Linked DNA regions of Mus musculus: regions 1, 2, 3, 5, 6 and 7 are each linked to region 4. The links are chromatin contacts, called in public promoter capture Hi-C maps. All regions are on one chromosome and are shown on one strand. Each heading gives the region's core, a stretch centred on a gene start, on an enhancer-like site or on the middle of the called end of the contact. The rest is flanking DNA. Distances are from core to core; before and after follow the strand shown.

Region 1 (3,832 bases), core at 144-2,643, 4.0 Mb after region 4:
GTGGAATCATTAATGGACTGCTTGTCTCTGTGTGAAGCCTTTTACGGACGGAGTTTATTAGGCAGTCGGGGAGTGGCAATGCTTGGCAACGGAAGCAAGTGCAGCCTGTTGACTTACACAGTAGTGTAGTATTAACCGGAAGCAGGGCCTTTAACATGGTCCAGTGGGTGAAGGGGCTTCTAATTCCAGCACTTGGGAGTCTGAGGTAGAAGGATCCTGTATTCCAGGCCAGCCTGGGAGTAAAGCAGTCTTCGGCTTTAAAAACCAAAGACCCTAGTGGAGCTTCCTGGCTCACTCGTTAAATTTCAGCCCTTGCGAGACTGAGAGATGATAGAAAGGGATTGGTGAAGGCGAGTGGAAATGAAGGGTAGACAGACATCTCCTGAAACAGAACTGATCTTTAATCAGAACTGAAGGGCTGCAGTCTCTCAGGGAAGTGAGACTATGCCCAAGTGGCACGTGTTGGGGAGTAAGGGGTTGGGTTTTGTAGGACTGAAAGGGGGGGGGGGAGGCGGAGGGAGGGAGCTTTGGGGTTGGAAGATTCCATTTGCAGGTCAGTTCCCCTGCAGTCAGGAAGTGGGAGAGGCTAGCGGGTCTGGTATGTGGATCTCCTTATCAGAAGCTTCAGCAGTCAACAGTCAACTCTGGGCTTCTCAGTCCATCTGAGGTTTTTAAGTGATTACTTCAATCCATGCTTGGGACCAGCCTGAGCTAAAGTAAGACCCTATTACACATGGGTCGGTGTGCTGCCAAGCCCCAGAAGCTGAGTTCGACTTCTGGGGTGCATAAGGTAAAAGGAGCCCCACCCTCACTCCGCTCCACACAAAATAATGACCATGTAAAGAAAACTAAAATATACTTTAGTAGTACCTGTGTGATGTTGTATCTATGTAATAGGAGCGTGTATGGTGAGCATACCGTGTGTGTGCTTTGAGGAATACTATGCACGAACGTGTATAATCTAAGAGGGAATTTATGGACTATGCTAGCTAGCAACGTACCATGAGCAGGGATGGTGCTTAATATTTAGTCTTAATATAAGAGCACAAGAAAGAGGAAAGGCAGATGTGCGTTTCTTAGATATTTTGGCCGGTGGATCCATACATTTCCAGACTCACTTTGGCTTCCGGGCTGAACCTCGTCACTAGGTTTCTTTCCTCCAATGGCAAGAAGGACCGACACCCAAGCTCCTACCCACACGGACAGAGCCGGTTAGTCCGAAATGGCGGGAAGGGGCGGAGCACACATGGAGGGCGGGGCTAGAAAATTTCCCGAGGGCTCGGCCGCCCTGCTGCGCACGCGCACCTGCGCGCCCCCGCCGCCATGGCGCTGGCGCTGTCCAGTCAGCCGCGGGTGGTGGCGGCGACTTCCCCTCAGGAAGTCAGGTCTCCGCCTCCTCCCCCCCTCCCACCCCGCCTGCTCTGCGGCGGAGGCGGCGGCGGCGGCAGCGGTGTCTCTGCCTCTCCGCCACCTCCACCGCAGCCTCTGACCCCCGGCCGGCGTTGTTGGCGGGGAGGGGGACAGTAGTTGTAGACGCCCGCCCCTGCCTCAGAGAAGGTGAGTTCCCGCCCGGCGGCGGGGGCGGCCCGAGCTCCAGCCCTCAACTCCCGCGGCCTGGTGAAGGCCGAGCGCCCCGGCCCCGCCCCGCCGCGCCTTCGAAATGGCCGACGAGAGCCGGGCGCGGCCCCCCTCGGAGCGCCTGACTCTCTCCTCAGAACCCCTCAGCATCCGCGGCGCCATGGCCGAGGGACCTCACGGCCTGGCGAGGAAGCCGAGGTCCGAGGGGGCTAGGAGAAGAGGCGGCCGAGCCGAGGGCAGTGGGGGTTCAGTGAGGAATCCCCGTCCTCCAGCGACCCCGGGAGAGAGCAGCCTCGGTTTGGTGCAGGAGCGTGGACAGGAGACTTCCCAGCAGGCCACTTAGCGACAGGCATGAGTGGGGAATTAGGGAGCTCTGGACAGGAGGGTGGGAGCTTCCAGGTTTCCTCAAGGAAGAGGAGAGGTGAGGTGGAGGGGACGGATCACCCCGAAGCTTTTCTAGGCTTCTGGATTGCCAGGAAGACGAGTTAGAAAAAAATGTCCAGACGTCTCTTGACCGTAGTAACCCGAGTTTTAGCATTTTTTGACCAGTGTGAGAGTGGCGAGAAGCAAGATTTTATTCCAACCCTACTGACTAGGAGCAGAACTGAGCTGTGTTCTGGAGTGCTCCGAGTGACTTTGGCCTTTAAAAAAAAGTGTAAGGAGAGAAGGCCTGAAGTAGACAGGAGAGGTGAAAACTCCCCAAGGGTTAGGCATTGCTTCTGCCGGCTGAGAACTAGGAAGTTAGGCGCCTCCTTCATCCCAGTTACATTTCAAAGAATTGCTTCTATAGACTCTGAAAGACCGCTGAGCTGTGGGAAATAAGCTTAAAATGAGGGGATAGTTAGAGTCTTTGTTGGGCGTGGTGCTGAGCGCCTTAAATCCCTAGCAGTGGAGGGGCAGAGGCCATCCTGGTCTACATGAGAATTCCTAGCCAGCACGAGCTATAGAGTGAAACACTACCTCAGGAAAAAAAACAAAAATGGCCTGGGACCGGGCAGAATTTGTTAGCTTTTTAAGAGTGAGCTCTACTGTGGGTAGAACTCCTTAGACCCCAGCATCACAAACACGGAGGCGTGTCATCTGTTGAGGGCTAAAATAAACAGTAAACCTGACAGCCAGAGCTTTTCCTTAAAGTGTGGCAGGGGTGTCCCAGGCACTTGACACTGGGCACCGTGTTAAATTGTGATTTAAGTCGCTTTTTATGGATGGAGGTTTGGAGAGTTTTGACATTCTCACCAACACATTTACCAAAACACAAAAGCTGTAGACTACCCCAGTAGATGTGTGTGTGTGTGTGTTATAGGTACTACACACCTGAGACAGCCTGCACCTGTGAGATAAATCTTTAAAGCAGTTTTGGAAATAATTTTATATCGTGGCATTTGATTCCCCACTGCAGAAGAGTTCAGTAAAACACCAAGAAACAGAAAAACTATTTTTAGTACTTTTACCTTATATTGCTCCTTGTCTCCAGTGTGAAAGATAATGGAAGCCAGACTATCACAGGATAATTTAGATTCCTTTTCTATATATAATACCTGTAAATATAACACTAAAAGTAACTTTTTTCATGATATCTGTATTTTATGTCCTTTCACAATTTGGAGAAGTAGCACAGGAGTAAAATAGTATCCTTAAAACATTTTTATGAACACTTCCATGTAGTAAGAATGTTATAAAAATTTATTACAATCAAATAAGTATCTTCAATCAACCGAGAATATCCTGAGAAAATTTTTTATCTGAATTTGTGTGTGTTAAAATTTCTGTCTGTCACCAAGTATGCCAGAATAGTTTTTAGGTGTCAACATGCAATTTTTTTAGTTCTATGGTCAGATCACAATCAACTCTTCATGGAAAAAACAAAACCAACCTTTCTGCCAGTTTCCACATCACTTTTTTTCCCCAGTGATTCTAATATGTGCAAAAGACAGAGTGATAGTCCATATAGTAATAACTGCTGTACCACTTATAGTTAGTGAAAATGAGACTAGTGAGATGGGAGTCTTGATGACCCTGGGAAAGTCCCACACTTGGTCTTGGGTTGTGTCATCTACTGAATGGGGTAATTGGACTAGCCCAGTGCTTCTCAACCAAGGATGTGTCTGACCCAGGCTTCCCATCTTCCGTTCATTTGGAATGTCCAGAGACATTTTTGCTTGTAGCCACTGGACAAAGGAACATAGTAAGCAAATGCTTTAGGTGATCTATTTGGTATAGGACAGAGATGCTGCAACACTCTAAAGACAGCCCC
Region 2 (3,683 bases), core at 841-3,340, 3.9 Mb after region 4:
ACATGTATGCATTATTTTTTTTAAACTGCAAGACCCATGTCCCAAGAAACTCCTTAGTCCTATACATACGATGGTTGGGCAGTATCACCAATAACTATTACCCTATCTTGTAGCCTAATTTAGAAGGCTAGCAGTGGATCCTACATACTGTCTTTGAAACTCTCTAGCCATGGCTAATTAACTCTGGCTCCCTGGCATGGATTCAGGGCCCTATGATCATTTGAATGGGACAGAGATTACAGCAGAGTTTATAGTTTCCATGGTTAAACCTGTCAACTTGACTACACATAGCTCCCAATACCACTTAGGCATTTCTGCACCCCTGCCCATAAGAAGGGGAAATCTGACATTGACCGAGAATCCTAGTTTCCCTTTCCTTCCCTTTGGCCTCCCCTGACCCTGGAAATGGAGCCCAGGCCTATCCTAGGCAATTACTCTGCCACTAAGCTCCACCTCCAGGCCTGAAGTTGTGGCTTCCTCCTCCAGGTCTGTGACACTTGTGGGTCCACAGTGAGCTGACACACACCACTCTGCTGCCTACAAATGCACGTGCATTCAGCTTAGAAGCAAGGCTGTGCTAAATTATCAACCAGGCAGGTCCCACCTTTTGACATTGCAACATAACTTTGCTATCTACAAAGTTCAGGCCTCAGAATGGTGCCATCAAGTTATAAGAGCAAGAGATACATGAAATCACATAATGTTTTAAGTAAGCTTAGAATTTTGTTTTGGGCCTCCCTATTCATAGCTATTCTCAGTCACATGCATTAGACATGCCTGAAACCAAGAATATTATCAAATAGAACCAGGGTGGATAATGTAATGCTGGGCAATGGGTATAAACAGAAATGACGTTAGGAATCTGGGACACAGGAATCAGCCCACATAGGAGTCCATGACATGGGACATAGGCACAGCTGCTCAGAAGGCAGAAGCAGGGCCAGGAGGTCAAAGGCTTAGCAGTGCCTTCAGTAACTGCAGGGAGTTCTGGAATGCTGTGAACAACGTTAGAGCAAACTGCCCTGAAATCCTTGCTGCATAAGGATTCTGGACCTGACTAAAGGAAATGCAGCCAGGGAGTTCTACTGATCAAAGGGCTGGGGGTGCTGGGACAGGGCAGAAGCAGGTGGAGCTATGAGGAACATTTTTCCAAAGCCCTGTCCTTGGTCCTCGGTAGAATGGACCACATGATACCCGGGCACTGAGGTGGGGATTCTGCAACCCAAGAAAGACATGAACAAGGCACAGAGGTGAAGAAAGCCCGGCTTGAGCTAAGCATGTGCCAGAATAAGAAGATGGCTTGATTAGCAAACAGTCCCAAGCTTCTCACAGGATTAAGGGCTGTCGGTCGGTTCTGAAAGATCACTTCAAGGGACAGCGCAGAAAAAGCTACAAGAAACAGCTAACGACTTTTTTTTTTTTTTTTTTTTTAAGACTGTTGTGTCAGGGCTCTGGACTCAGATCTCCGCTGTACTTTACTGTGATAATTACTTTTTGGAACGTTTCTGGATTTTATTCCAGAGCGGAGACAGGGCAATAACCACGATAAATAATAACAGTAATCCCGCCTTTGGGGCGGGATTCGGCGCGGCGGTAGCGGAGGTGGGGAGGCATGGAGTCTCGCCCCTAGTGGTAGATCACTACTCCTGGATTGGAGTTTAAAGCAAGGCCTGGGAGGGCGGGCGGTGTACACCCGCTGGCGAGCTCGCCGAACCCTAAGACCCCATCCCTACCCTCTGAACACAGCGCACTGTCCTGAGTTTCCGGGTTACTCCCACACTGCCGAACCCTGGCTGCAGGAGAAAAACATGAGAAATCCTCCACCCGCGCGGGCTGCTAGGGCTATTGGGGCTGCTGCCATCCTAAGGCCCCAGCTGGCTTTAAAACGGTGGCCCGGAAGCCAAGCTGAGCTACGGGACCAGGACAGCAGCCAGAAATCTGACGTGTCACCGTGGAGAGCGCGGGGTGGGGGGCACGCAGCAGAGAACTGGGCGAGGTTACCGTAGGGGCGCGGAGCTGCCTGGAGACCCGAGTCCAGTGGGCGACGCGCACAGCTCTGACTTCCCTGAGCCGGAGGTTCTGAGTTTAAAGCCAAAGCTGGGGAGGAGCTCCTACAGAGGGCGGAGGAGGGGGAGTGGAGAAGGGACTTCGGGGAGGGGTAGAAGACAGAGCTTGGAAGACAGGAGTAGGGGGGTCGGGTGGGGGACAAGGCAGACACCGGAACACTAGCCTTTGTGTTCAATGAGTGCCTTTCAGACTCTGGATTCTCTTTTAGACTCATGATCTTCGCTGAGACTCGATAGAATAAAAGACGGTGACATTTTGTTCTGTTTTTATTTGTTTGTTTACTTATTGAGAGACCTGTCTCTATGTAGCTCTGGCCACTCAGGAGATTGTATGTAGAGCAGGCTGGCCTTGAACTCACAAAGAGATCTGCCTGTCTTTGCACATCCCTTTCCTAACTCCTCCACCGAGTGCTGGGATTAAAAGCTTTGTTTTGTTTTTAGATGAGAAATCAGAGGGCAATGTGGGAAGAAGGACTTAGCCTTCCACCATTCCATCCTTTGGCTTTCAGGATTCTGGTTTACATAAATCCAAGAGCCTGTGCTAAAATCCACCAGATGGGTGCATCATTTAGCTAAAAAATTCTTAATAGAACAATACTATCTATAGAAGCGTAAGTCTGACTCAGTTTCCCCCTCCCCTTCCTTTTCTCTATGTTCTCCCCCCTTCTTCATGGAAGCTGGTTATACAGTAAAGGATGATCTTGAAGTCCCGATCTTCCATCTCCATCTCCTGAGTGCTGACATTACAGACTTGTGTTACCAACGGCTTATGCTGGGAATCGAAGCAGAACTTTGTGTGGGCTCGGCAAGCACCTTACCAGTGGAGCTGCAGTCTCAGGCCCTAATTTATTTTTCAGGGAGGGAAAAAAGCAAGAATTTGGGGTATTTTTTTCTCCAAACATGATCAAATGTCCCAGGATTTACATTCACGCTCCAAGATAAACATAGGTTTGAAGATGGACCAGACAAGTACAGTCTAAGATTTATTCTTAGCCCTGGCCTTGGCCTGGTCTTTGCCTGTCTCCTTCCTCCTCCTGAGGCCTGTGCTTATTCAAGTTGCCTGCCGTCTAGTCCTCCCCTACACAGGCCATCCACTAGGCAACAGTGTGTGAAGCTGCCCCTGAGTAGCCAGCTCAGTCTCCTGGTAGAAGGCACTGAGAGACTGTCCCTGCTCAGGATATGGGATAGGCCTTCTGAGTACAAAATGGGCCAGGGACTTGCCATAGAGTTGACAGAGGTCAGAGGCACCAACCTATTGAGGGATACAGGTCAGCCATGGACCTTCTCCAACGTGTTTCTGTACTTTCCATGAGGTGCATTTAACCATTCAGAAGCCAGGAAAACTGGGACTCACAAAAGTCAGCAGTGTTTGTTACAGTGTTCCCAAAGAAATCGCATCCAAGGACAGCCTCCCTGCCTGGCTCAGGCAGGCCTACAGGACAGCACCACCCTGGGGCCCAGAGGGAGCCCAAAGTTCTTCTGTGAAGTGTACTTTGACTTCTCACCAAGGAGAGGAGCTAAAGGCTGGAGACAACTAAGTTAATCATTAGGGGTTACTGCCTCTGGGGTGTTCAAGACAGGAACTCCAGGAAGAAGGCTGGACTTTGAGAGCAGGCT
Region 3 (3,767 bases), core at 288-2,787, 4.4 Mb after region 4:
ACAGCTCCACCCAAGGCTTCCATATATGGCTGTAGCCACACCAACCCATCCTCATTAACAACCGGGGACCTACTCCTGCCTCACTAACCATACCTCAGCAAATACCCACCACCAGAACAAGCCAAACAAAACTAAATAGATAAACACAACTAAGCTCCTTCCCTTACATTCACACTTCACTTCCAAGTTGTAAAGTTTAAAAAGTTGAATGAAGAAATAAAGAGGAACACCATCATCTGAAATCATCTTTTTTGAAAGCACTTTCAAGCTAGCCTTCAATGATTCTAATTGTCATCCACTTCTTTAACCTATTACTAATAAACAATACGCCTCCCGTTGGGGGCATAATCAGACTGTCCCAGGGGACCCAGCGCCTGCATTAATGAAGCATGTCTGAACAATCCTAAACCCATTATTAATCTCAGGCCACTGGAGCTCTAGGTCAAACACACCTTGACACTACACCCCATTTCAAAGACTTTCACGGTCTAGAGTTCTGTACCTTCTGATCACCTGCCAACTTTCTAGTGGCCCATTTCAGAAAAGGGAGGGAGGGGCGCTCAACTGTCCCGTTACCAAGGTAACTGAAAACCGTCTGACTGCCCAGCCCCCAGAAGACGGTTTTGTTTGTTTGTTTAGGGATTTTGTATTTTGTTTTAGTCTTTTTGTTTTTTACCTTCAAGTCTTTCTTAGTAACGTCGGTGTGGGAAACAGCTCGAATGGTCCCCGACAGCCAGGGCCACTCGGCAACGCGCTCCAAGTCCCAGTTGTCCTGGCCGCCTTCGTTGCCTTCGGCTGCGGACAGACTGAGGAATCGCTTCCCCACCAATACTGGCCAACTTTCTCCGAGCGTGAGCACCATGGTTTCCACGCCAGCAGGAAGGGCTCCTCCCTGCAGAAGGCACAAAAACAAAATGCGATGGGGGGCGGCCGAGGTCGGAGGCGGCCCGAAGAGACGAAGCGCCGACAGGGACCGGTGGAGTGACACCCCCGCAGGTGGACTCCGCGCCCCAAGCTGCCACCCGCGCCTCCCCAACCCCCCAGCACTCCCCCCCGCAAACACCCCCCCGAGTGCCGCGTGACCCTCTCGCCCCAACAACTTTCGCTTTTTCCAAACCTTTCAAAGCTGGACACTGAGAGAGAGAAGGGAGGACTGAGCCGCGGCGCCAGTGCTTTTGCCTAAGTGTTCGTCCCCTCGCCCTGTTAAAGAAAAGGCTCCCTCTTAGTGCCTAGGGCCCGTCTCAGCGACCGATCCCCGCCCCGAGCGGCCTCGGAGCCGCCGTGGACTCGCTCGCGACTCGACACTTGCCGCGCCCCCGCCCCCCGCTTCCGGGCCGCCGACTCGGGCGCACCCCCGCCCGTCCTGAGCCTTGAACCGAGAAGACGCGGCGACCGCCCGCGCGGGTCCTTCACCCTTCTCCCTCTGTCTCCCGCAGCCGAGGCCCGCGGAGCGCTTACCCCGCCTCCCGCCTCCCTGAGTCACCCACGACGGCGGCAACAGAGCCCAGCCGCCCAGCCGACTCTAGCTCTGACTTGGTTCAAGAGCTCTCTCTCACAAGACACGCACAGCCTCCCGGACCCGCCCCCTCGGAGCCGCTGCCACCGATGATTGGTTGAGTCGCGGGGGATAGGCGGGGCAGCCTAGGAAATTCTACGTTCCTATTGGTTATGCTGAAGAGGGCGGGGTGAGGAAAAAAAACAATTCCTTGGCTGCCTCCTCCCTTCCCCCCGCTCTCAGCAACGACTCGAAGCCGATCCCCCATTAAAGCGCGCAGAACGCGGTCGGTAGATCCCTCCGCCGCAGCTCCATTCTTCCATTTGTTGCCTCGCGCTATGCAAAAAAGTCCCGCCGAATCGGTTATCGACTTTGAGGCCAGAAAGAAAATCGCACAGGCTCACAGATAAGACTGAATGGGGAGACCCAGGATCATGAGCGCCTATTGGATTGCACTTGAAGCGCGTAGGCTGTCGAGCGAAGACCGACCTTCCACCAGGCGGAAGAATCTCACGGGAAAGGGGCGGGGGCGGTGCACAGCCTGCGGGGGAGGGACAGCACTGGGACGTGCGGTTTCAGGCGTACGCAGTTAGAGGGGGAGGAGCGACTAGGCTCTGGGGGCTCCTGCGCACGCGCCAGAAGGGGCGGACTCTTGGAGCTTGGGCTGATGGGTGAAATGGCCGCTGGAGGCGCAGGCGCACGTGGTACTGATCATGACTGTCTAGGTCCGCCATTTTGAAGGATAAATGAAGAAAGGCATTGAGTTGCTGGAAAACGATGTTCATTAAATCTAGAGGCAAACCATCTATTCAAAACTATGTGGGATGTAGGTTTTTTAAAAAGAAAATGTAAAGTGGATATAAGATTTTTGAAACAACAAAGAAATTGAGAAAGTAGATGGAGTTGATGATAAAAGTGATAATGAAAGAGGTGACTTTGAAAGACAAAGGAGAGAAAAGATGGTTTTATGGTTTGGACCAGAGGATTCTTGGTTGAATCAAAAAATGAAATGAATAACTGAAGACTTCTTTATGAAGCCTGGTGCTTAATCTAACATCACACTTAATCTTTATTATAAAATGAATGGAAATTTAGTTTTAATAGTGTGAAAATGAGAATTCAGAAAAAATTCAAAATGTATAAGGGAATGCTATACAATGCAAATTAGTACCAGATGTTTATTTTGAAAAATATTTGGTTTGAATGTATGACAACAGAATGTTAAAGATTAAATAATGCTGAAGTTGAATTAAACTGAATTGGATTTATTATATTCAAACCATTAAGAGGTGGGAAATGGAATGAAGGAACCTATCCACTTCATCAAAAGGCAGAAATGGAAACAAGAAAAACAAAAGGAAGAAGAAGAAATTATGGTTAAAAATAAAATGACAGGAATAAGTCCATTTATATTTACAATAAATATAAATGGGTTAATTTTATAAATAAACATGGAGAGGTACTTAGTATTTAAAAAAATTTTTTTGGCATAAGAAAAGTACAGCATAAGAAACTTGAAACTATTAGGGTAAAATTTTTATAAGACTAATCAAAGGAAAGCTACATTGGCATCTTGTACAGTTATACATTATTTAATACGAGGGATATATTCTGATAAAAGGTTGTTAGATGATTTCATTACATTGATAACATAGTGTCCTTACAGAAATTACCAAGTCACTGAGAAAAACTTATGGGATCACCACTGTATATATCACATGTCACTTGCCATAATGTTGTTATATGGTATATGACTAAGAGTAAAAGCATAAAAAGAAGAAATATATTAATAAAGGATTGGGTCTATAAAATACATTATTGAACTATTCAAACTGAAGATATGAACTAAGTTAATAGTACTAAACAAGAAAGTTTTGACAGCTTATAATCACAGTAAATGCTATAAATCCATTTATCTCAGAAATAAGCAGTTTAAATTTTTAAAATGAGAGAATGTGGAGGACTTAGATCACATAACACATAATTTGGAAAATAACAGGCATAAATTCTACTAAAACAAAAGACATTTTTGTTTTAGGCATAAATTCTACTAAAACACACACATGACTTTTCTGTTTTATTCATGATTCCAGAACCAAGAAAAGTTGGAGAGATATCCAGTGTACTTTATGAACTTACAAAGTCCTATTACTAAATCTGAACAACAACAACAAAAAAACAACAAAAAATACTTACATAGATGGAAAGTTCTTTTATTTAGTAGAGTTACTAGAAAACAATCATGGTTTTTGCTGTTAACTATAATCATTAT
Region 4 (3,403 bases), core at 584-3,083:
ATGTGTGAGAGCAAGATTTGAACATGGCTGAAAACTGAGTACCAGCATCAAAGGAGCAAGCGCTTTTGAGGTTTCCTAGTAGGCCAGTATCAGACACATCAGCTGTGTATTTAGTCAAGGTACTTGGATAGTTTCCACATTTACTGATAGAATATTCTCAAGAGAAGCGTGCTTGCTATACATAAAAACTGTCATGTTGCATGAGTATACGTACAAGAATGTAATGTGGGTCATGAAATGCTGTGGAGCCTTGATTTGAGTAAGAGCTGGAGAGTCTCCTCTGCTCTTACTGTGAGGATTATCCTATAAATGTTCTTACTGATAGTAGCAGACATTCTTTAGACATTAAAAAAAAACACTTTTATCTGTTATTTATTTATGTGTGTTTGAGTGTGAATGTACCACAGTATGAGTGTAGAGATCAGAAAACTACTATGGGAATCCCATTTTGCCTTTCATTCTGTTGATCCAGGAGACGGATTCAAAGGGTTGTTTAAACTTGATTAGTTATTGGAATTTCAGCACTTGTTGTAATTTCTATCAGGACAGAACTTGGTTTACAGAATTGATGTCAACAGTCTCATAGTGCAGCTAGAAGATTGCCACTAGCACTTAAGTGTGACCTTAGTAAGTTTTATCAATTCTGACAGTTTCATCCCTGTGAGAAAGGGATAGTTATTTATCTAAAAGGATGTGAGGATGAAACATTCGTAGCACCTGCTGCCTGAGGTATGTTTTCTATTACATAATGTATCAATGGAAAAGATTTAAAATTATAGTGTGTATTGGCACTGGATTGTCTTAGTGGGATTTAAGGTTCCCAACTAATGTCAGAGTTAGCATATAATTACGAAATTAGTTTCCTCCCTTCACACATAATACCCAATGTACTATAAAACATTTCCTCTTGAGCACATTTGGGGAGCTGGAGACAGGGTTTTTTCTTATGAAATCCCTGCGGTCCTGGAACTTGCTCTGTAGACCTGGTTAGCCTTGAACTCTGCCTCCTAAGTGTTCAGATTAAAGGCATGCGCCACCACCCCAGGCTCTGGAGCACATTTTACTAACACCGCTGACCAGATACCGACAGATCAATTTATCGCGTTGATTCTAGAAAGCGTTTCCACAAACACTGTTTTAGAGGATGGCCGAGCGTGCAGTTGTGCAGTCAGGACTTAACAGCTCTTAAAGCATGGTTGCAATGACCGGAAAAGGCGCGCAACCCAATTAGTTCAACTCCTCTTTTGGATTCCTTCTGCCACGCAGATTCAACCCTGGAACTCCGTTCCACATTAAACCGAATTGCCTTGATTCGTTACGAAGGGTGGAGGGACAGCTCTAGAAATCCAACAGTCAGGGACGAGCAGCCGTGCGGTCGCAACCTACCGGAGGCTACTGTGGCACCCCCCACCCCCCGGAAGTTTTTGAGGCTCCAGTTACTAGGTCTGGGAGTCACCTTGACCCTCCCAGAAAGGTGGGGAAAGTCCTGGCCGGAGACAGAATGAGTGAAACCAAAGACAGAGAACACTTTCGTGAGCAGAAGACGCCCTCACGTTTTCCTGTTCTCAGAGGTATCTAAAGACCGAGAGTTTAAGGGTGACAAGAGCAGGTGGCAGAACTCCGCCCCGTACTCGCTTCCCCACCTTCAGCGAGCACGCTGCACACTTTCCTTGAGATCCCGCCTCTCAGGCGCGCGCGAAGAGTTGCTGCGCAGTGCACGCTGGGAGTTGAAGTTCAGGAGTAGACAGCCATCCCGGGCTAATCAGTTGTGGCCTACAGGCCCCATGGTGCCGTGCGGCGCAGGCCGCTCCCGGATGTGTGCTTGGCGCCGGAAGAGAAGGCGGCCCCCCTCTCTCGGCCCGGCCATCTTGTGGGAAGAGCTGAAGCAGGCGCTTTTGGCTCGGCGCGGTCCGCTGCAATCCGTGGAGGAACGCGCCGCCGAGCCACCATCATGCCTGGGCACCTACAGGAAGGCTTCGGCTGCGTGGTCACCAACCGATTCGACCAGCTATTTGACGACGAATCGGACCCTTTCGAGGTACTGAAGGCAGCAGAGAACAAGAAAAAAGAAGCCGGCGGGGGCGGCGTTGGGGGCCCCGGGGCCAAGAGCGCGGCTCAGGCCGCGGCCCAGACCAACTCCAACGCGGCGGGCAAACAGTTGCGTAAAGAGTCCCAGAAAGACCGCAAGAACCCGCTGCCCCCCAGCGTCGGCGTGGCCGACAAAAAGGAGGAGACGCAGCCGCCGGTGGCGCTTAAGAAAGAAGGTAAAGCCGGGCGAGGCGGTGGGGAGCCCGGGCTGGCGGGCAGGACGGGGGCGTGCGCCGCCGCTTGCTCGTGCAGGCGGCGGGGCCGCAGAGCCCTCGGAGCCCCTTCACGGTGCGGGGAACGTGGCTGGTCCCAAGTCCACGCCGCTCTCTCGGTCGCTTGCTCGCTCGCAGGCTCGGCGGGAGCCTTCCTTCCCGCCTCGGGCGGACGGAGCGTGCTCCGAGAGGGCGGCCCGGGCGTTCCCGCCGATTCCTGCCGGGCGCTAGCCTCCTGGCTCTAGGCGCTCGGGAAGCAGCGCGGGCATTGCTTCCTGCCCGGCGGGCTCCTGGCTGCCGCTGCCTGCTGTGGGCTCCTGCCCTGCCATCTTGTCCCACAATGGCGCGGACCCTCAAGGAAAGGCCCGGGCTCAGAGTTTCCACTTGGGCTGCGTCTCCGTTTGGGGGTCCCTGTTAGAGTGGAGGGAGGGAGGAGTTGCTGTTTGGGTCCCACGTGTGTGTTTTGTGTTGTGCCCTTTCGCTCTTACGTTAGAAGAAGTTCCTGTAACTTACTGGCGAGAACTAAAGTGTTGGAGAGGAGAAGAATTTAGCCCCACTCATTTTAGAGGGAGTTCCGAATAAAAAACTGGTCATTAGTGGAACCCATCTCATGTCTCCATCTCTTCTTCCAACTAACTCCCTGGAGCCCCCAGGTCATAGGGCTTTGCTTGTTCTGGGCCTCGTGGGCGAAATGAGTGCCCAGCCTGTCATGTCCCGGCAGCAGAACTCAGGCTGCAGCTTTTCCTCCGCACGTGCGTAAAGCGTGGTCGGGTCTTCATTGGCGGCTAATGGTCTCTTCAAGGGCACTAGAAGTTTCATAGTTGTTTTGATTTTAGCATTCTTCTCCATTACTGGCTTATTGTGGATGAAAAGGCAAAGCAATTAGGGGCTAAAAAAGTGAAAAATCAATAGCGAGTACATATAGAATAACCTGTGAATCTTTAAAATTGGTATTATGTTAAAGTGCCTCTCAATGCCACGTGCTCATGAAAGGAATTGTTTCTCATTAGATTGTGTTAGGTTTGAAGTTTTTTGGGGGTGGTGGTGTCTTTCAATGAAGGCTTAGAGTAAAACATCCAGTTCCTAGTAGATTTATAAAAGGG
Region 5 (3,346 bases), core at 325-2,824, 3.5 Mb after region 4:
TAGTAAAGTCCTTTGAATATGGCTGGAACATGAGGGGAAGGCTTGCAGATTTTAATTTAGTCAAATACATAACGATAAGGCAAAGGTCAAGGAGACGTGTACCACTAAACATTAACAGGATAACTAAGATAATGGGCTCTCCTGAGGTATGGATTTCATTTATCAATCTATTAAGTCACTTCACAAAGGCATTTTGAAATCTCTCTTTACTGTCCCAGTTTTACCCCTGTGGCACTGTGTTCCAAACACAGAGCCAAATTACACATTTTAAATTCATATTCATACCTCACACCTCTTAATTCAAGTATAAAATCCTATGCTAACTAGATGAGCAAAAAGCTACCCTAGAACAGAAGGGCATAAGAGCCCTGCCTGAAACAAAAATGGTGTTCTTCTATAGAACAGGCAAGCCTGAGGTTATCAGACCCGGCCCCGCCCACTCAGGCCACCCTCACCCTAGGCAGGAAGATAAAGCTCTAAGAACAGTGTCTTTGCAAAGTAACTTTGGGCAGCATAGCTTTAACAAGTGAAAAGAATTCCCTTTAACGAAGATACGGATTCTGATAACGCGATCTAAGAAATAGAAAACAAGACCAGGAAACTTCACCACAGGGCAACAGAAGTAATACAATTAAGATAATTAACCTGCTACATACGGGATAGCAAACCCACCTACACTAAGAGTCCACTCAGAGCACCACACCAGCCACTTAACAAATGTGGACACAGCCTTACTAACTTCAAAACATCTGGACCCCTCCTAAAAAGCAGCACCTCCAGATGTCTGGCCACCCGGCCCTGTCAACAGTAACCTGATGGCTTCTTTGTAAAGACAGCACTCTAGCTCCTCAGCGGGAGGAGCTGAAAAGCCTGTTTGGAGTAAAATTTCAAAACACTTTGCAAAACAGCCCTCCGCTGGCTTCGCGGTAAGTGAGAAGTGAAGAACAGCAGCCTCGGGGCTCACCATTTTCAATGGGCTGATTAGGAGGCACGCATTAACAGCCTGACAAGACTCTAAAACAGAGCACAGCCAGGCTCTACTGTGCACCCAGTTCCAGCCGGACAGGGAATCTTTGTAGAAAAGGCTCCAGTTGGGGGAAGAGTTGACACCCACCCATTCGGGGTCTAGAAGGCCTTTCAAGGGTTGGGAAGAACAGCGCGAATTCGGGTACAAGGCTCATCCTCTCCCCTCTCTCGCAACCCTCGCCCTTTCAGGAGTCAGGCGCACCCTGGCAGTGCCCTGGGCGCGCAGCACGAAGCCATCACGCCGTCACCAGCTGCCCACCTTCACGTGGTTCTCCACCGCCGTGTGGCTCGCCAGCTTCTTAGCCTCCTCGGCCTTGGACATCGTGGAGGGGGCCGGGCCGCCCGCGCTCGAGCCTCCCTTGTCGCCGCGGGTCTCCGAATGTGCACGCCCCGGCAACTGCACGTGGGAACCCGAGAGGCCCCAGTTGTTCCCGCCCCCGCCCGAGGCCGCGCCCCCGGCCCGCCCGGGCAGTGGGGCCAGGACCCGCCCGTAGAGGGTGCTGAAGGGCCCGGGGCGCTGCATCCCGCCGCCTCGCTCCAGCCTCTCCGGCCGCCCCACCCCCAACTCCTCCGGAAACCCGCTCGCTTGCGCAACCTGCCCCGCGCGTATTACTAAATGCGTGTTGCTGGGAAATGTAGTCCTACGGCGACAGTGGTTCCTAGGCCCTTCTGCATTCGGGACTACAAGTCCCACAATACGATCGACCCTAGTGTGCAAATCGCCCGCCTTGACTCCAGACTTTCTGTCCGGAAGGTCCGGGTAACTGCTGTCTAGGAAGCTAATAACTCCCTACCTTGGGGTCAAGTGTTTACACCTTTAGGTGAACTCCAAGAACCTTTCCGGCTGTACGCGTATTCTAGAAAAAGAGAGAGACACTATTAAAAACCTGACCTTGTTTGCCCAGCAAATGAGAACGTTGCTGTGTTGTAAGCGAATCCTCAGGCAAGTGGTTCTACCAACACAACGGCCTTTTTTTAAAAAAAATCTTTTAATTACATTGTATTATTTAGGTTGTGCTTGTGGAGGCCAAAGAACAACTTGCAGAAGTCCGTTATCTGACCGTCTTGGTAGTGTCAGTCAGTACTTTACCGGCAGAGCCATCTTCTTACAGTGCTCTAGAGTCACTCATTGATGACACACTTGGGACTCCCAGGTCTTCTGATGTCTGTGCTAGACCTTCACAAACCCAAGGTTACAAGTTCAATCAGTAACTCCCGCCTTGGACATTGTTCTGCTCTTGGTATTGGATGCAGGGTGTCTAAATGGAGCCCGGTCACGAGCGCACAGGCCAGTGTACCTTATCGGGCTTCCCCTTTTCTGCCTTTAGTTTGCTGCAAGTTCTTGGTCTCATTCAGCAGTCCCAGTGGCCTGAACTCACTGTAGAGTTCAGTCCAGGCTGGCCTGGAACTTGGAGCATTTTTCCTGATATGGGATTACATCACCAAATAGGTCTGGAAGTCCTTTTTGTTGTTTTGTTTGTGTGTTTTGAGACAGGATCTCTCTTTGCAACCATGGCTGTCCAGGAACTCTGTAGACCAAGATGCCCTTGAACTCACCGAGATCAGCCTGACTTTCCTTCCCCAGAGCAGAGGTTAACGGTGTGTGCCTGCAAAAGGCATGTGCCAGCAACCCCCAAGAGCTAGAATGTTCCAGGAACCCTTAGGAACAATAAAGACCGGTCACAATGCTTTTTTGCAACTTTTATAACCTGAGTTTTATCTTTATCAGACTGTAATCCTGCCCAAGGCACTCAGAAACCACTCGATAGTCTCCTTTACCAAAAAAAAAAAAAAAAAGAAGAAGAAAATTCTTCAGCCACCATTACAAATGTAACTTCAGGACCCACCATAATCAGGTGTGCCGCTATTGATTGGACACTTACATGAGACTCCCTCTTGAGGAGACCACATCCATACAAGGGTAGTATCGTAGAATTATTATTGTTGCTGTGATGAAACACCATGACTAAAAGCAACTTGGGGAGGGCAGGGTTCATTTGGATTATATGTCCTGAATCACAGTGCACTGAGGGAAACAGTGTCAGGAACCTGGAGGCAGAGGTGCTGTTTACCGGCCTGCTCCTCACAGCTTACTCAGCCTGCTTTCTTGCAACACCCAGAACCACCAGGACAGATGGAGCCCCACCCACCATGGGCTGGGTCCTCTCATACCAATCACTAATTAAGAAAATGTCCTACAGGCTTGCCTCCAGGACGATCTTATGAAGTCATTTTCTCAGCTGAGGTTCCCTCCACTCAGATGGCGAGCATGTGTCAAGTTGACATAAAGCTGCAAAACAGATAGTATCTCCCTTCATAT
Region 6 (3,787 bases), core at 365-2,864, 3.6 Mb after region 4:
ACAACAGTACCAGTATACATACGAGCTTAAAATGGAATCTTTAAAAATAAATAAAAAGAGAAAGGGACCATATGAGCAGAGGAAAGTTCACATGAAGAAGCAATAGAGTAGCCATCTAACAAACCAAAAGGGGCCTCAGAAGAACTCGATTCTGATGGCTCCCGATGGAGGAATTCTAGCCTCTAGAACACATATGCTAGAGGGAATTTGCTATGACAGCCCTGGAGAATTAATATACAGGGCAAGAACTTCCGGTCCTTGGCTTTCATCCTAAGCAACACAGGGTAAGTTGAAGGTCATATCCTGCCCTGTAGGGAAGCAGGAAAACAAGGGACAAAATGTCTCATAGAGGAAAGGCTGAGTTCCACAGTGGAGGACACTTAGGAGGAAAAACGGGACTCCTCTTCGAATTTATTAAAACCATGTGAGTGAATCAGAGCAATCTGGGTGGAGCTGAGGAATACTAATGCCTGTGCAGTGTGTGTGAGATGAGAGAGGACAGGAAGACAAGGCGCTTTAGAGATTTGTTGTACAGAAGAGAGAAGGAATGTGGTGAGAACTAAAGGGAGAAATGGGTTTATAGGGATTGGGGCTGAGTGGAAATTAAGTGTGCTTCATGCAGATGGAGACCAGCGTACACAAACTGCCAACATCATTAAAAATCTTCCCAGTGTTTGGTTGGTGTTCTGAGTACACTGCTGAAGGATGCAACTTCTTACTCTTCCACACACCAGCTCTGAAATCTTCAGGGTATTCGCAACTACTTTAAGAGAATTTTAAACGCTTTGGTCAAACATTTGAACCTTCCCCACTTTGGTCGTTGTCGTTCTATTTCTCCTGAGGGCAGTGTAAAGCATGCCAAACCAACCGGGAGACTTAATAAATTTTTGTGACTGTGTGACCTTGTGCAGATTACTTCAAGTGCGCCAGGCCTGGGATCCTCCTTTATAAACAGGTTAAGAGGCGTTCCGGGCGCTCTGGGTTATCTGTTCTACAGATCACTGTCATCTCTATCAAAGCTGTAATTGTAATTCTTAATACCTTCCTAGCCACAAATTGGGCAACTCCTGAACTTCTAAGGACACATGACCTGTGCAGTCACTTTCCCCCAACTCTCATCCCTTCTTTCCAAATAAATTCGGCTTGGGAATAGCAAAAGCATCTATCCCTTTAAGATCAGCCACCTCCCGGCCACCCGGGACTCCTTTCCACTCTTCTTCCTTTCACAGGGGACGGTCCTCTTCACACTCAGAATCGGCCACGTACTAAGTGCCGCTTCCAACCAATCAAGAAGCAGTTAGCTCAGGCCTTTGAGGAGCATCCACTTTCACCAATAATCTCCAAGCTTTTCCCAGCGCCTCACTTTGAGGGGCGAGGCCAATCAGGGAATGGACCAATCCGTTCCAGAAGTGGCATTAGGGAACTGAAATGATTCACCAATCGCCTAAGAAGACTCTGGGGAGGGGCATTTCTCATTGGCCGTCGTTCCCGGAAAAGGGCCGGACTGCCACAGGGAAAACTACAATTTGATTGGTAGGTATAATGTTGACAACAAGGAACGCGTCTGCCTGGCTCGGAGTGGCAAGGCGCGCAACCAATCGCAGAGCAGACGCACGGAACCCTCGCTCAATGGGCGATGTCTGCACAAGGCTGTCACTCAGGTGGCAGTGGCTGAGACGTGGCCGGGCAGCTCTGCTGCTGCGGCGCGAAGTCGAGAGGCGGCGGGGTCCGTGGCGCGCGCTCGCAGTGCTCCGAGGCTCCGAGCGGCGAGACGGGCGGGCGCCGACGGCAGGGTCTCCATGCCCGCGCGTGGGGCGGGCCGCTGATGGAGCGCGCCACCCGGCCCGGGCCGCGCGCGCTGCTGCTGCTTCTGTTCCTGCTGCTGGGCTGCGCGGCGGGGATCTCGGCGGTCGCGCCCGCCCGCAGTTTGCTTGCTCCCGCGTCGGAGACAGTGTTTGGCTTAGGGGCAGCGGCCGCCCCGACTTCGGCCGCGCGGGTGCCTGCGGTGGCAACGGCCGAAGTGACCGTGGAGGACGCCGAGGCATTGCCGGCTGCCGCTGGCGAACCGGAGTCACGCGCGACGGAGCCCGATGACGACGTGGAACTGCGGCCTCGCGGCAGGTGAGAGGTTGGGAACTAGGGTCGGGGCACCTCTCGCAGGGATGCGAGTGACTGCGGACAAAGCAGAGAGCCGCGACACCTTCCTGTCCCACTCTGAGCGCCTGCCTGGTCCTGGCTGTGGGAGGGCAACAGCATCTTTAAAGGAGGATGAGGGATGCCTGGAGAATGCAACACCCGGCTTAGGGAAGAAAGTCACTTCCCCGCTTTCATTGTTTTCGGGCTTTAACCATATGCACTTTACACTCCCATTCCCAAATACTTGACTCGTTCTGTCCTGATTCTGTTGCGACAGGTAAAACGACTTTCAAAAGAGATGCCTACATTTATCCTTCAAATACAAGTCTGTTGTGGCTCCTGGTCGAGGGTTTTGATTTTCTGTTTCTCTAATTGAGATATGCGGGAACACCTGCATCAGAATTACCAGGGGGATGCTGGTTAAATGGACAGTTTTCTAGGCTCCGCCCCGGTTTTACTAAACCAGACCTTTTCTGGGTAAGAACAAGCACTCTCAAGAGCTCCGAACACACTTAGAGGTTAAAGTTTAAGGAGTGTGCTTGGGTTCTTTTATCCTAGCAGCTTTTTGATATTTAAAGGGGGTTAGCATAGTTTATTTCAGTTGGATTTCTTAGCCTTATAAACATACAAATTCAAGAGACAAGTTTTAAAGCAATTTTCAAAGTCTGCACAGAATGTAAAATACTTTAATAAAGTATTTTTCAGATAGCATGTGTGGAGAAAGTGGCACTATTTAATAGAAAGAATGCTAAAAGAGCATTAGGTAAATTAAGAGCTGCATCTAAATTAGAACATATCTAAGTTTGTAACATAGTAGTTATAGATTATAAAAAGTATCAGAACCTTGATCTAGGTACCCAGTGATTACCAGAAATAAACAGGGCAAGCCCTAAAATTCTCCATACACCATTTGAATAGTTATATTTAAGAATGTTTAAGTAATAAAGAATACAATTTCATCTATTTGCGAATGTATGAACTCTCCTAGATGAGTGAAACAGCTGTGAAGAGTAAATTACACGAAGTAGAGAGAACTATTCTGTTTTCCTTAGAACACACACCTGCAGCAGCAGGGACTTTCTAAAGCTGAGCAGAACCCCTGGGGTTATGGAGGTAGAGCAGGAAGCCTCTGCTCTTGGAAGGAATACGCAGTCAATCCAGCAATCGGGATGAAGCAGAAGGTCCTAACTGTAGGGCGGTTCAAATGAACAGTAGAAAGCAGTACAAAGGAACTGTCATGGGTGATGCACAGTTTGCTGGTGTATGCTGTGTAAGGCAAGGGATGAGGTAGGTTTATAGATAAGAAATGGCTGTGACAGAATGATTTGGTTCTTAAAAATGGGTAGAATTCTGATAGATGGTGGACTTAAGACAGCAAGAAGAATGGGGGTTGGAAATTATATTGAGACCATTTTGGGGAGCGTGTGTGCGTGTGTGCGTGTGTGTGTGTGTGTGTGTGTGTGTGTATTCTTCGCCTAACAGCATTATCACTTGGAACCACGTTAGACCTCCAGAATCAAGTACCTCCCAACCTACTAAGCACCTGCCTTGTAATAGATCACTGTGTGATTTATATACACATTAGTCTGAGAAATCTTAATCTTGAATGGTCAGGTCTATTTCTCTAGCAACAAGGTTTACTGAAACAAGG
Region 7 (3,318 bases), core at 621-3,120, 4.2 Mb after region 4:
CACACTGGGAATCCCAACACTAGAAAGATGAAGACAAGATTATAAATTCAAAGCTGGCTTGGGCCACACAGAGAGATTTTACCTCAAAACACCACAAGCAAAAGAAAACAACCAATTTTAGCTCACATATATTCCAAGAATATCTATATCTATCCATATATGTGTGTATGTATATATGTAATATATATATATATATATTATATATACACCTCACATATATTCAAACCCTTTAATCTCATGAGTCAAAATTCAACAGATTTTCTCACACCCCACCTTATTCTGTTAGCATCAAGTATACCATCACCATCAATTCAGTCAAATAATCTTTTCGCATGAAGCCATCAACATGTTTTGCATATATTTATACAGCGTTCCAAAGTGACAGCTGTGTCAGAAGTTGTCAGACTCCTTTACCAGGGAGGAGCAGTCACCCACAACTGAAGTGTTTGGGAAATAAAGGTGTAGAGGAAAGGAGAGGAGAGGCAGGGCTAACACTGCCTTAATCTCACCTGCTACATCCTCATTTCTCCCTGACTAATAAATATCCCTTTAATTTCTGTTCAGCCCACAAAACTGACAAGGGCCCGGACTCTTGAGTAAATCCATAATATTACAAGTCCTTTATCTCTCATTCAGAAAGAGTCAGCATTGTGGCTCCAAGGTACCAGACCTTTAGTGTTATTTTTAAAACACAAAACTCTTTCTCAGAGTTAGCCTTGGCATCTGTGGTACAAGACGTAGGGCCACTGATGAAATAACGTAGGCAAAACACCTTCTACGGAAAAGCTGTTTTCTGAAAGGATTATTAACAAGTACAAACTGGACTAGGTAAGTAACTAGCAACTCGACATCTGCCCGGTCGGACTGTACAGAGGCTACAGCAGGGACGCTGAATGGTTTAAATCGGCCGGCTTCCTAGGAAGAGTTTAGAAGAACTGCCTGCCCACATCAGTCCAACTCTGAAGTTGCAGCAGCCGATGATGTAGAAACCAACCCACAGCTAAGAACGTTAAACTAAGAACCATCAGGGAGAAAAGTCTGCGAGGCCGAAAACTAGACAAAGTCCTGCGCAGACCCTCGTTATCACTCGCACACCTGCGGCCCGCAGGACCCCGCAAGACCCCCAGCCCCGCCCCAGGCCACCGCGTTTCCGGGCGGGTCGCCGCGGCCTGGGGACCAGCAGACGCAGCGCAGGGCCCCGACCCCCGCGCGCCCACGCGCCCGCCCTCACCGTGGCTCTGCAGGATCTCGTGCTTGAGGCCGCCGGTGTAGTCGATGAGCTCCTCCAGGCCCCGCTCGCACAGCTGCCCGTAGCCCGAGAACTTGTGCAGCACCTTCTCCAGCTCGCGCTCCACCGTCACGCACTGATCCATGCCGGAGACCGCGGCGCTCGGCTCCCCGGCGCCCGGGGGTCCGCAGTGGTTCGGCCCGGGCCCCACCGAGGCCGCGTCCTGCTCCTCCTCCCCCAAGGCGGCGAGCGGGCGGCGCGGGAGGCGAAGGCAAGACGGGCGCGCTAGCCGCGGCGCCGGGGGAGCCCCGCGCAGCCTGTGCCCTCCCGCCCCATGGCGCCCCGGCCCCGCCGCTCGCGCTCGCTCGCCCGCCCTACCCGGCGCCGCGTCTCGCCCCGGGCCCCCCTGGCTCGCCGCGTTCGGCCGCCCCTCGGCGGCGCCGCCGATTGTTTTTGTTTTCACGGGAACCGGCCGATGACCTGGTTCTCCCGGGCGGCACCAATAGCCGCGGCCCGGGAGGGGGTCGAGCCTCCCTCACGAGCGGAGGAGGCGGCGCGGGCCGTACCAATCGCGGACTCGGCGAGGGGTCAGGGGGAAGCAGCGGGCGAGCACGGGCGGAGGGCGCGCGGGCGTTCTGAAGGTGTGGGCCGTACCACGCGGGAGGCCGTGAGGGAGCGCGGCGAGGGCGGGGCGAGGGCGGGGCGAGCGACGCAATTGGCCCGCGCAGCTGAACAGGGAACTTTAGCGATAGCGTCAACTACGCGGCCGGTAAACAAGAGGGTGGAAACCGTCCCCGGATGCTCCGCCCAGAAGCAGAAGAGTGACCAATCGACGCGGGGGTTAGGAGCGAGACAAACATCCTCCAATCCTGGGCCGAGGCGTAAAACTTCAGCCAATCCAGACTGAGGAGCCAAACCAATGCGCTCGCTGTTGGAGGGGGGTTGGCTTGAAGAGCGGAGCTTGGCGCTTCTACTGGGAAGCCGCGAGGGGAAACATGACAGCAATTAACGGGGCTGTTTTCTCCAGGATTTCGCCCTGATTGCAATTTGTGTTTTCTCCGCATGGAATTTTGGCCGGAGTTTCGACTGAGAGGCCCACCTCCGGGGCCAAAGGATGTCTGTCTGGCCGCCTAGTGGCGGAGGGCCCGGGCGGGGTCACTAACCCGATGGAAGGTGGTAGCTCTTAGAGGGATGGCCCGCGCCCAGCGTTGGCTCGTTCTTGACGCCCCTCGGCCTGCAAGTGGCCTTCCCTGTCGCCTTGTCCACGTGCTGGGCATCTTGGCGGCGGTCACGAACACGCGTGGGCGAGCTGAGCAACCTGGCCCTTGCTCCTTGCCCTTACCTTGGCGTAGGGCTTTTGCCCTGGTTTACCACGGGGTTCTGGCCTTGGCCTGTGCCCTCTTGCTCACCAGGCTTCTACCCTACTAGCTTTTCGTCAAGTCCCTGCCTCACAGCCTGGGCCTGGGAGAGTCCGCCTTCCTGGGCCTGCAGTTGCCAGCTTGCTTGCCTGCTCATAGCATTCCTACTTCCACCATGGTTGTATCACCTCTGCCTCCCCGAATTTTCTCCATCAATTCATTGTATCTCTTACAGCACAATTTTTTTTTTCTCTCACACATCACTTGTCAAAGTCTAAAATAATAATTGTTTGGAGTTTTGCTTGTTTTGGTTGCACCACTTAAGTAATACTATGAAGGGTAACCCCTTTTGTTGTGGCCTGTTTGTTTCTAGAACACAGCCAGCACCCTGGTGGACAGTCTTTCTTTTCCTTTAATTCAGGTGGTAACCTTTTTAAAGTTCAATTTCCGTTTTTATAATGTGGCAGCTAGTGGGCGGGTGGTTATATATGATGGCCTTTAGTGGTCCTGGATATTTGGAAGTTCAGCTGATGGTATTTCAGGGCTCCTTTCTGTCCCTCATCACGCCATTTGCTTTTAGTCCTCTTTCTTGGCAGATGGCCCTGATTCCTACTTCTCGAAAATAAAAAACCTTTTAGCTCCATCAATCTTGCCATTCTCCTCAAAAGGTTTTCTAGCTACCATCCATTTTGTGAAAATACTCAGGCATCCAAAAGAAGAAAGGGCCCTCTT

Evidence for each region. Promoter capture Hi-C pulls out the DNA fragments that hold promoters and counts their contacts.
Region 1: a contact with region 4 is called in a promoter capture Hi-C map of pre-B cells, with 4 times the contacts expected there. The contact joins the promoter of Krcc1 here to the promoter of Serbp1 in region 4. A contact is called at or near these places in 1 of 39 promoter capture datasets (pre-B cells) and 1 of 484 Hi-C or Micro-C datasets (pre-B cells).
Region 2: a contact with region 4 is called in a promoter capture Hi-C map of liver, with 4 times the contacts expected there. The contact joins the promoter of Thnsl2 here to the promoter of Serbp1 in region 4. A contact is called at or near these places in 2 of 39 promoter capture datasets (liver and pre-B cells).
Region 3: a contact with region 4 is called in a promoter capture Hi-C map of pre-B cells, with 3 times the contacts expected there. The contact joins the promoter of Kdm3a here to the promoter of Serbp1 in region 4. A contact is called at or near these places in 2 of 39 promoter capture datasets (cranial neural crest and pre-B cells).
Region 5: a promoter capture Hi-C map of pre-B cells shows a contact between it and region 4. The contact joins the promoter of Rpia here to the promoter of Serbp1 in region 4. A contact is called at or near these places in 3 of 39 promoter capture datasets (cranial neural crest, pre-B cells and second pharyngeal arch cranial neural crest) and 3 of 484 Hi-C or Micro-C datasets (CD4 T cells, neutrophils and uterus).
Region 6: a promoter capture Hi-C map of pre-B cells shows a contact between it and region 4. The contact joins the promoter of Eif2ak3 here to the promoter of Serbp1 in region 4. A contact is called at or near these places in 4 of 39 promoter capture datasets (cranial neural crest, maxillary cranial neural crest, pre-B cells and 1 more).
Region 7: a promoter capture Hi-C map of pre-B cells shows a contact between it and region 4, with 2.9 times the contacts expected there. The contact joins the promoter of Rmnd5a here to the promoter of Serbp1 in region 4.

The regions. Positions count from the first base shown.
Region 1 is chr6:71,270,284-71,274,115 of GRCm38.p6, forward strand. Krcc1 (lysine-rich coiled-coil 1) reads left to right here and starts at 1,394. Exons shown (of 3, transcript NM_001354706.1): 1 at 1,394-1,557. Mir8112 (microRNA 8112) reads left to right here and starts at 1,388; the gene lies at 1,388-1,518.
Region 2 is chr6:71,142,290-71,145,972 of GRCm38.p6, forward strand. It overlaps Thnsl2 (threonine synthase-like 2 (bacterial)), which reads right to left and starts at 2,091. Exons shown (of 9, transcript NM_001033929.2): 1 at 2,002-2,091.
Region 3 is chr6:71,631,380-71,635,146 of GRCm38.p6, forward strand. Kdm3a (lysine (K)-specific demethylase 3A) reads right to left here and starts at 1,538. Exons shown (of 27, transcript NM_001038695.3): 1 at 1,459-1,538; 2 at 1,118-1,200; 3 at 677-892. The coding sequence starts at 862.
Region 4 is chr6:67,265,146-67,268,548 of GRCm38.p6, forward strand. Serbp1 (serpine1 mRNA binding protein 1) reads left to right here and starts at 1,834. Exons shown (of 8, transcript NM_001113565.1): 1 at 1,834-2,264. The coding sequence starts at 1,952.
Region 5 is chr6:70,790,601-70,793,946 of GRCm38.p6, forward strand. Rpia (ribose 5-phosphate isomerase A) reads right to left here and starts at 1,575. Exons shown (of 9, transcript NM_009075.2): 1 at 1,286-1,575. The coding sequence starts at 1,549.
Region 6 is chr6:70,842,901-70,846,687 of GRCm38.p6, forward strand. Eif2ak3 (eukaryotic translation initiation factor 2 alpha kinase 3) reads left to right here and starts at 1,615. Exons shown (of 17, transcript NM_010121.3): 1 at 1,615-2,121. The coding sequence starts at 1,826.
Region 7 is chr6:71,438,767-71,442,084 of GRCm38.p6, forward strand. Rmnd5a (required for meiotic nuclear division 5 homolog A) reads right to left here and starts at 1,871. Exons shown (of 9, transcript NM_024288.2): 1 at 1,232-1,871. The coding sequence starts at 1,373.